Linked DNA regions of Mus musculus: region 1 is linked to region 2. The links are chromatin contacts, called in public promoter capture Hi-C maps. All regions are on one chromosome and are shown on one strand. The core of a region is the stretch at or near the end of the contact, and the rest is flanking DNA. Distances in the headings are between cores, read along the strand shown.

The links. Promoter capture Hi-C pulls out the DNA fragments that hold promoters and counts their contacts.
Region 1: a contact with region 2 is called in a promoter capture Hi-C map of liver. The contact joins the enhancer-like site here to the promoter of Wdr13 in region 2. A contact is called at or near these places in 7 of 39 promoter capture datasets (the 3T3-L1 cell line, the C10 cell line, the HPC-7 cell line and 3 more) and 1 of 9 other capture datasets (adipose tissue).

The regions. Positions count from the first base shown.
Region 1 is chrX:7,980,328-7,985,116 of GRCm38.p6, reverse strand. All of the region lies in intron 2 of Gm39488 (a long non-coding RNA gene), which reads right to left. Among named protein-coding and RNA genes, the nearest start is that of Gata1, 15 kb to the right of the region's middle. Within about 2 kb of position 3,251, at least 7 of the 459 cell types and tissues checked have an H3K27ac peak or open chromatin away from gene starts, as enhancers often do. A contact at or near this core is called in liver, where this site is marked.
Region 2 is chrX:8,131,524-8,135,993 of GRCm38.p6, reverse strand. Wdr13 (WD repeat domain 13) reads left to right here and starts at 3,136. Exons shown (of 9, transcript NM_026137.5): 1 at 3,136-3,707; 2 at 4,369-4,470. The coding sequence starts at 3,667.

The DNA of each region.
Region 1 (4,789 bases), core at 2,002-4,501, 150 kb after region 2:
TATCGCAGAAACTGGGTTTTACACGAAAGCTTACATTCAATTTAAACTGGGCTATTTAGGCCGCGTTCACCCTTGCTCACCTGTAGGGCTCTCTCTCCCTCAAAATGATAAGAACCCATGGAGGGCCTCCCATTTGTTGCCTTTTCAAAAGCAGCCTCGTGTAACCTCCTTCGGGGGAGCACTGCAGTTGGGAGCTGCATTAGCCAAGCACAGCCGGTCTGGGTTTTTAGTAAGACCTGCTATAATATATATACATAGCTCCTGTGGGATCTTAACAAGCAGAATGGAAGAAAAGGAAAAAGAGACAGCATCGCAGATTTCTTTTTTCCAGGACACGGTTTCTCTGTAGCCCTGGCTGTCCTGGACTCCCTCTGTAGACCAGACTGGCCTCGGACACGATCTGCTTGCCTCTGCCTCCCAAGTGCTGGGATTAAATGTGTGCGCTGCCACCACTGCCACTGCCACCTGGCAGCATAACGAGGTTCTTTCTTTTTTTTTTCTTTTAAGATTTATTTACTTATTTTATGTATGTGAGTACACTGTCTTCAGACACACCAGAAGTAAGCATTGGGTCCCATTACAGATGGTTGTGAGCCACCATGTGGTTGCTGGGATTTGAACTCAGGACCTCTGGAAGAGCAGTCAGTGCTCTTAACCTCTGAGCCATCTTTCCAGCCCCACAATTTTCAATACATGATGAGATGCTTGGCAGGAAGTGTAGTCTATTGTAACACCAAGCTTTCCAAACACCGAGTCCCAGTACTCCACAGAAACATAACCATTTGAACAAAACAGAAAGATGCACAGGAGAAGATGTAGAAGGCAGCTCATTTTCTATCAAAAAAAGGTCTGGAGCTGGAGAGATGGCTCAGCGGTTAAGAGCACTGACTGCTCTTCCAAAGGTTCTGAGTTCAAATCCCAGCAACCACATGGTGGCTCACAACCATCTGTACAGCTACAATGTACTCATATCCATAAAGTAAATAAATACATCTTTTTTTAAAAGTCAGAAAATAGCCTCTAATCCCAGAACTTGGGAGGCAGAGGCAAGCGGATTTCTGAGTTTGAGGCCAGCCTGGTCTACAGAGTGAGTTCCAGGACAGCCAGGGCTATACAGAGAAACCCTGTCTCGAAAAACCAAAAAAAAAAAAAAGTCAGAAAATAAAATGCAAGCTATCAAATGGACTTAGCAATGACACTCTCAGCTACATCACAAGGACAACTTCCCTATAAATATCAGTGCTGAGCATAGTAATCCAGTGAACATGATCTAACATTCCACATTTGTGAACGACATAGTTTTTATTGGAACAAATCAGACTACCATTTATAAAGGAGAAAACCAACTTTTTAAAAGTGAGGTGTCATCAGGCCGCAGGCTTCCCCCACCGACTTGCCTGCCACCATTACTGATGTGCAAACTAAGCTTTTCCTGTCCTGGTGCCCTAACTTCAGTATGTTTCCAGACACACGATTTTGCTAGGCTTGAAGATATTCCACGACAGACAGAGCAAATCACAGCCTTGGAGGAACGGTCACTGGAGAAAGAACAACTCATGAAAACATGGAACATCCCCCCATCTATTCTCACCATAAAAACCCTTGAGACTATCACACCCACTTCGGGAACTGGGGCTGCATATGGTTTCTAACTTCATTTTCCCAGGCCAGGACTCCATAAGCCCATCTCCTGCAGGGACCAATAAGAACCCTGCTTTGGAGCCCTCACCTCTCTTTTTCTTTTTCCCATACTAATTGGTCCTTGGATTTCCTTCTGAGCCTTGTTGTCATATCCCCGTATCAGACAGATTAAGAGCCAGGGCTAGAGAACACTAGCAACACATTTAGATACTAAAGCACATTATTTACAAATGGTTTATTGTCTCTGAGTAATTCTTTCAAAGTGAAAGTTAGTCCTCTCAACATTGTCAATACATTTGAAATAAACTAAGGCAAAACATCTGTTGGTACAGGTCAACCCTGAAGTTAATCTTCTTGCTGTACACTTTAAGTTTCTCTAGTAACCACTGTTCAGATATTGTGGACACTCAATAAAAATATGTTAGCTCTCTTTAGGTTGTCTTTCATAAATGTTGTAATCAGATTATTCTTCAACCTATCTTCATAATTAATATTTGAAAGCACCAAGCCCAAATCATTTTACAAGGGAAGCTTAAAATTTATGTTTCTGCCACATGTGGTGGCACACATCTTTGATGCCTGTACTTCAGAAGCCAAAGTGGGTGGATCTTTGTAATTTCAAGGCTAATCTGGTCTACATAGCAAGTTCTAGGCCAACTCTGTCTCAAAAACAAGCCAAAACAAAATAATATTTTAATTCATGTTAAATAAGCTTACCCAGGTGAAGTCTAGAAATGAATTACCTTTTCTTTACATTTTCCTTTTCTTTGTTTTTGTTTTTGGTTTTTTCGAGACAGGGTTTCTCTGTGTAGCCCTGGCTGTCCTGGAACTTACTCTGTAGACCAGGCTGGCCTCGAACTCAGAAATCCACCTGCCTCCCAAGTGCTGGGATTAAAGGTGTGTGCCACCACTGCCCGGAACATTTTCCTTTTCTTAAAAAAAAATTATTTATGTGCATTGGTGTTTTGCCTCCATGTATGTCTGAGTGCCAGATCCCTTAGAGCTGGAGTTACAGACAGTTGTGAGCTGCCATGTGGGTGCTGGGAATCGAACCCAGGACCTCTGGCAGAGCAAGCCAGTGCTCTTAACCACTGAGCCATCTCTCCAGCCCCGCCGTGTTTTCTAAATCCTTGGATTTTAGCTTTAAGGAATAGATACAGAATCAATTGCTTCTGTGTAGGACAAAATGAACCAAAGCACACTCACATGAACAGAGCATGCCAATCACGCTTAGCAGGGCACAGCGAGTTTAGAGCATAAAGCAAAACCGAAGTGGCCAGGGTTTTCTTCACAAGCTCCAAGGACAGGGATTGTTGTCTCCCACCCCATTGCTGTCTTCGGAATTATTTATAAAAGATCAATCAGCTTTGAGTCTCAATAGGCTACCAAACTAGTACAGAGAATACTTTCCTGGTTATATAAACCATGGTATTGAGACCTACCTATTCCAAATGGTTCCACCGAACCACAAGTGACTCAAGAGCACTCAAACCTGTCCTGTTATATGACACATGCCCTAATCAACTTTATGGGCCTGTCTCTTTAAGACACTTGTAAATTTAGAAACCCAAGCCACCTTCTCTCCTCCAGCTGACAGGAAACAGAACGTGCCTCCCTGAAGCTTCCAATCACAGGACCCTATCTTTGTGGTCCTTGACTTTGAATTCTGCTCAGGTCCCCAATACTTTTGAGAGCTCTCTGCTTTGCCACCATTCTCTACGTTACAATAACCGTAACCCAATAGTCTTCGACACAAGAGTATCCAAAACAAAATCATTCACCAAATGGCAGCAGGGAATGAATCAAAAGAACTCCAAATTGCTCCAAAGATCCCAAAGGCAAAAAGGCAGGCAAAAGCTGGTCGGTGAGAGACTTACCAAAGGTCAGATTTGTGCAGAATCTAAGACAAAGTCCAAACTCATTTGCCTGCTTCACTGAGTCGAGTACGAAGCAGCCAATGCTGGCTAAGGGGAAAGAGCGTAATGTCCCTGGAGGAAATGACTCCAGTAAATCTGGAAACTTCCATTTGTCCTTTCTTCTCTCCCTGGGGTCATCACAGTATTAGTAGACACCCCTGAAATGTGTCTTATGATTTTTTTAAAGATTTATTTATTTATTATATATAACTAAGCTGTAGCTGTCTTCAGACACCCCAGAAGAGGGCATCAGAATTCATTATGGATGGTTGTGAGCCACCATGTAGCTGCTGGGATTTGAACTCAGGACCTTCTGAGCAGCAGTCAGTGCTCTTACCCGCTGAGTCATCACTCCAGCCCCCGAAACGTGTCTTTACACCTCCATGAATGCCATTTTGTCACCAAACTTGGGGTTCACAACCTGTGCCCCAAGTCAGGTCCAGACACCCATCTTCAATAAGCCAATTAAAGGAGCCAAATTAAAAGTTGAAAGCAGCCGGGCGTGGTGGTGCACGCCTTTAATCCCAGCACTCGGGAGGCAGAGGCAGGTGGATTTCTGAGTTTGAAGCCAGCCTGGTCTACAAAGTAAGTTCCAGGACAGCCAGGGCTACACAGAGAAACCCTGTCTCGAAAAAAACAACAACAAAAAAAAGTTGAAAGCAAGCTGGGCATGGTGGCGCCTGCCTTTTATCCCAGCACTTGGGGAGGCCAGGGATGGTGCCAATACTTGGGAGGCAGAGGCAGGAGGATCTCTGTAAATTCAAGGCCAGCCTGATCTACATACCAAATTCCAGGCCAGTCCAGAATTACATGGAGACCTTATTTCAACAGCACCCCATCACCCCCAAATGCTGAAAGCAGAAAAGGGAGATTTATTCAATGTGACCACACTGGGAAGAGGGACGTTGTTGTCTAACAAATTTCTCAGCTCTGTCTTTGGAATCCTGAAAGCTTAAATGAGGGTCAAGGCTGTGTATATCTAAGCAGTCCAGGTGAAGGCTGTGCCCCACCCACCCAGCATTATCTGTCTTCAGTTCATCCTATAAGGTTGTCTGACCACTCACTACTGCAAATCTCTTTCTGGGAGACAGGAGACAAGTTCCCCTTATGCCTGGTGTCCTTTTGAATGAGATTTCTGGGGAAATTATCATTTTAGGGGGCCCATTGTTTCAACACTCTGATCATCAGACTAAAAGACACAATCTCTGTAGAATAGCTTCATTTCTGCCAGA
Region 2 (4,470 bases), core at 1,887-4,386:
AGTGAATCTCTGGAAGGAACTATAAGTAGTTCTGAGCCACGTGATGTAGGTGCTGGGGTCTGAACTCAGGTCCTCTACAAGAGCAGCAAGTGCTCTTTAACCATTAAGCCATCTTCCCAGCCCTCAAAAATATTTGGAAATATAATAGAGCAATAAATTGTATGCTAATTTATGAAATAAAATTTGGGCTGGAGAGATGGCGCAGTAGTTAAGAGCACTGACTGCTCTTCCAAAGGTCCTGAGTTCAAATCCCAGCAACCACATAGTGGCTCACAACCATCCATAACAAGATCTGACACCCTCTTCTATAGTGTCAGCTATAGTGTACTTACGTATAATAAATAAATCTTTTTTAAAAAATAAAAATTTAAAATTAGCCTAACCATGAAAGCTAACAGAATATAGTAGATTTCAGATGCTAGCTAAAGCTCTCTGTGTATTAACTCATCCAGCCCTCAATACCTGTGGGACAGGTTTTTGCAGGTGAGACTGATTCACAAACAGGTTATAGGATTTGTCTGAGATCAGCAGAGCCTCTCCCAGTGGCCAAGTTCTATTGCCTTTTGAAAAATCTGCTTCTTGAAACAAAAGCAAATACACAAAAGCTAGCACAAACCCTTTGCATTGATGCCTTGTTTGCATTTAACCCTGTCATTGTAGTATCCAAACTGGACACTTATCTCAGGAAAAAAGGACCAGCAGGATAGCTCAGTGGGTAAAACTGCCAAGGGTGAGGACACTAGCTTCATCCCTGGTACCCATATGTATGCCATCCAGTGACCTTCATACATGAACTGGTATGTGTGTCCCCTCCCAAATACCTTTTTTTTTTTTTTTTTTTTGAGACGGTTTCTCCATATAGCCCTGGCTGTCCTGGAACTCACTTTGTAGAACAGACTGGCCTCGAAATCAAATCCGCCTGCCTCTGCCTCCTGAGTGCTGGGATTAAAGGCGTGTGCCACCACGCCCCGGCCTCCAAATACATTTTTTTGTATTTATTATATCTAAGTACACTGTAGCTGTCTTCAAACGCGCCAGGAGAGGGCATCAGATCTCATTATAGGTGGTTGTGAGCCACCATGTGGTTGCTGGGATTTGAACTCAGGACCTTTGGAAGAGCAGTTGGTGCTCTTAGCTGCAGAGCCATCTCACCAGCCCCCAAATACATTTTTAAAACACATTGATTATAGTGTTCTTTATGATTTAAAAAAATGTGAAAATAAAGTGTGGCTCACAGATGTGAGGGGGTGCTAGTCCTCTGTGCTGTGGACTCGCATCTATAAAGGAGAGACTGGAAAAGGACCCACAACATTCCTATTAAGATTTAATTGGCTGGATGTGGTGATGAATAATGTAGTCCTGGCTACTTGGAAGGTTAAGACGGGAGGATCACAAAGTCTAGGCCAGTCTGGAAAATTTAGCAAGAAAGTCTCAAAACAAAAAACTGGAGCCTGGTGACAAGTTTTTAATTCCAGCACTGGGGAGATAAAAACAGAAGGAAGGGTGAGAAATTCAAGGCCACTCTCAACTGCGTATCCAGCTGAAGGTCAGCCTGGCCTAATTAAGACTTTGTCTCAAACAAAAAACAATAAAGGACACTTGTGATGATCCAATACCTAGGCAGTAGAGACAGGAGGACCAGCTCAGTTATCCTCTGTAACATAATGAGTTGGAAGGCAGCCTGGGTTACATGACACGTCGTTTTTAAAACAAAAGGTACTGGCTGGCCTAGGATGTCTAAGGCCCTGGGTCCTATCCCCTGTACAATAAGAAATTAGATTAATGCATGCAAGCTACTTAAACAGTGTCCAGCACTCTATCCGATGAATACTTAGGGTCTTGTTAAGGCTACATGTTTGTGCCAAGAAATAATTTATTCTTTTTAAGCTATATTGCAGGGGATATTTTAAAACACTGATAGGGTGACAGAGGAGATACCAATAGGATTCACTTACCTATTTTTTATTCCTCACTTCAGGCAACCTAAAAAGACATTATTTAGTTGATGGTTAGTTTTTTGTCAGCTTGACACAAGTTATGGTCACTTGGAAAGAAGGACCCTTAACTGAGTCTCTATCAGACTGTCCTATGGGGATACCTGCAGGGGCATTTTCTTGCCTAATAACTGTTGTGGGCAGGTGAGTCTGGGTTGAAGAAGCAGGCTACAGCAAGCCTTGAGAAGCAAGCCGATAAGCAGTGTTCCTCCATGATCTCTGCTTCAGTTCCTGGCTTGATTTTCAGCCCTGAGCTATCTCCATCCTGCTTGCTTGCTTTTTTTTCTTTTCTTTTTTTGACACAGGGTTTCTCTGTATAGCCCTGGCTGTCCTGGAACTCACTTTGTAGACCAGGCTGGCCTTGAACTCAGAAATCCGCCTGCCTCTGCCTCCCAAGTGCTGGGATTAAAGGCGTGCGCCACCACGCCCGGCGCTTGCTTGCTATTTAAAGTATGTAGTCCAGGATGTAGTCCTGGATTTGACTACATAGGCCAGACTGCATTCGAACTCATGATCCTCCTGCCACTCTATCCCCTACATCACCCTCTTCTAGGATTACCATTATGCTAGACTAAACATCTTGAATTTCAACCTTGGAATTTCTGTTTTTGACACTGAGAGGAATACTCAAGATACAAATTCTAGCTTAAGGTGAATATAACAGACGATTGGGATACTTTCCTTTCCTTAGGTCACAGCCCCAAAGCTTGTTTTCCTAATTGCATATTTTTATTAAGATACTCAAGTTTCCTAGGGGTAACCATTCAAGTCCAGTTAGTCCCAGTGAAGATACACATGGATTCTTCCCATCGCATAGGTGTTTAGAGATTCATCACTGCGCTAGGAACTAGAGAATGTTCCAGGAGTCAGTCTCTGCATATATTTTATTTGCCTGGCCAAATGTGTGCTGCTAAGAAGCAGCCTAAACCACTTTCATGAGAAAGTCTTATTTCTGATTTTTAGCTAGTGGTTGGCACACGCATTCTTGTCCTTCTGATCACAGTACATTATCCCTGTGTATACAAAAGGTGTCAAGAGGGAAATGAATAGAACTCAAGGGGTGGAGCCTCGGTCCTTGTATGGGAAACTACAGTCCTTTAATGCGCCTGCGAGGCTCCCACGCCCCGGGAAAGGTTCCTATCGATTTGCTCTGTGCTCCGCAGCTCTTTCTCGTTGCAGGCAGCCATCTTGCCTGGAGCTTGAGACAGGGAGAAGAGAGAGAAGGAACCGGTGACACTGGGCTCAGGGTCGCCGGGGGGGGGGGGCGCCTCAAGAGCTAGGGGTAGCCCCGGAGGTGGTCCTGGATCCTGAGCTATGCTCTAGGACTAGAAAAGGGAAGGCGGAGGGCAGAAGGCTTGATGGGTGGGGAATGTCAAACAAGACTTGCTATGGGGGGGAGGGGCGTTGCTACGGCAACTGGAGAGGGCGGGGTCATGTCTGAACTGCTGCTGTGAGTCACCGGAGTGCTGCCCAGGAAAGGCAGGGCTGGGGTGATGACCACGCTAACGACCCAGTGGGATTTCGCGACATCACCTGTGTGGAGGGACTTCGTGTCTATGGCAACTGTCACCTGGTGGGCGGAACTAGATTTTCTCTGCCTGGGACGCTGACATTCCAAGCCCTTGCCCTGCAGGCTCCCGCAGGCAGACAAACCAAAGAAGGAAGCCAGGGAATGGCCGCGGTGTGGCAGCAAGTATTAGCAGTGGACGCGAGGTGAGGCGTGGGGTTGGAGCCCATGGGAGAGGAACTTACTGTGGTGCATGAGCAATGGCGATAAGTGCAGCTGGGCGGAGAAGTTGGCTGGTGCGGCTGCGTGAGCATGCGCAGTAGCTTGGTGTGGGATAGTCCTGCGGTTAAGTGGCCTGGGCTGGAGCCGGTTCTAAAGAGCATGCTGGGAAAATGCGGTTTGAAATGGACATGCGCAGACTGTCTTTGAGTGGGTAGTGGAAGTCAGGCTGGTGACTTCCTATCTAGTCCCTCATTGCTTATCCTCTTCCCCAACTTTTCTCGATATCACTACCCTACTATTATTACAATTGCTACCCCATACTAACCTCTACCGTTATCTGACCCTAACCTCCATTGTTGTACATTACCAATCTGACGTATGTCATCATGCTAGACTGATATTACAGCTGGCCCAGACTGACCCCAACAGAGCTGCAAATTGACTATATTGTCGCTAGAGTGATCTTTTCATCATAACCACTAATTATTGCATAATTGCCCCCCATCACAATCCCAAGAGAAATCCCCCTTTGCTGCTCTTGTTCACTCTTACCATCCCAGTCACTGCCAAACCTTGTACCACCTCGAGCTGATTTATTCCCTCTGTCCTGTGCCTGCTGCCTGCCCTGCCTCCTGGACCCCACAGGTACAACGCCTACCGTACACCAACGTTTCCACAGTTTCGGACCCAGTATATCCGCCGGCGCAGCCAGCTGCTTCGGGAGAATGCCAAAGCTGGTCACCCCCC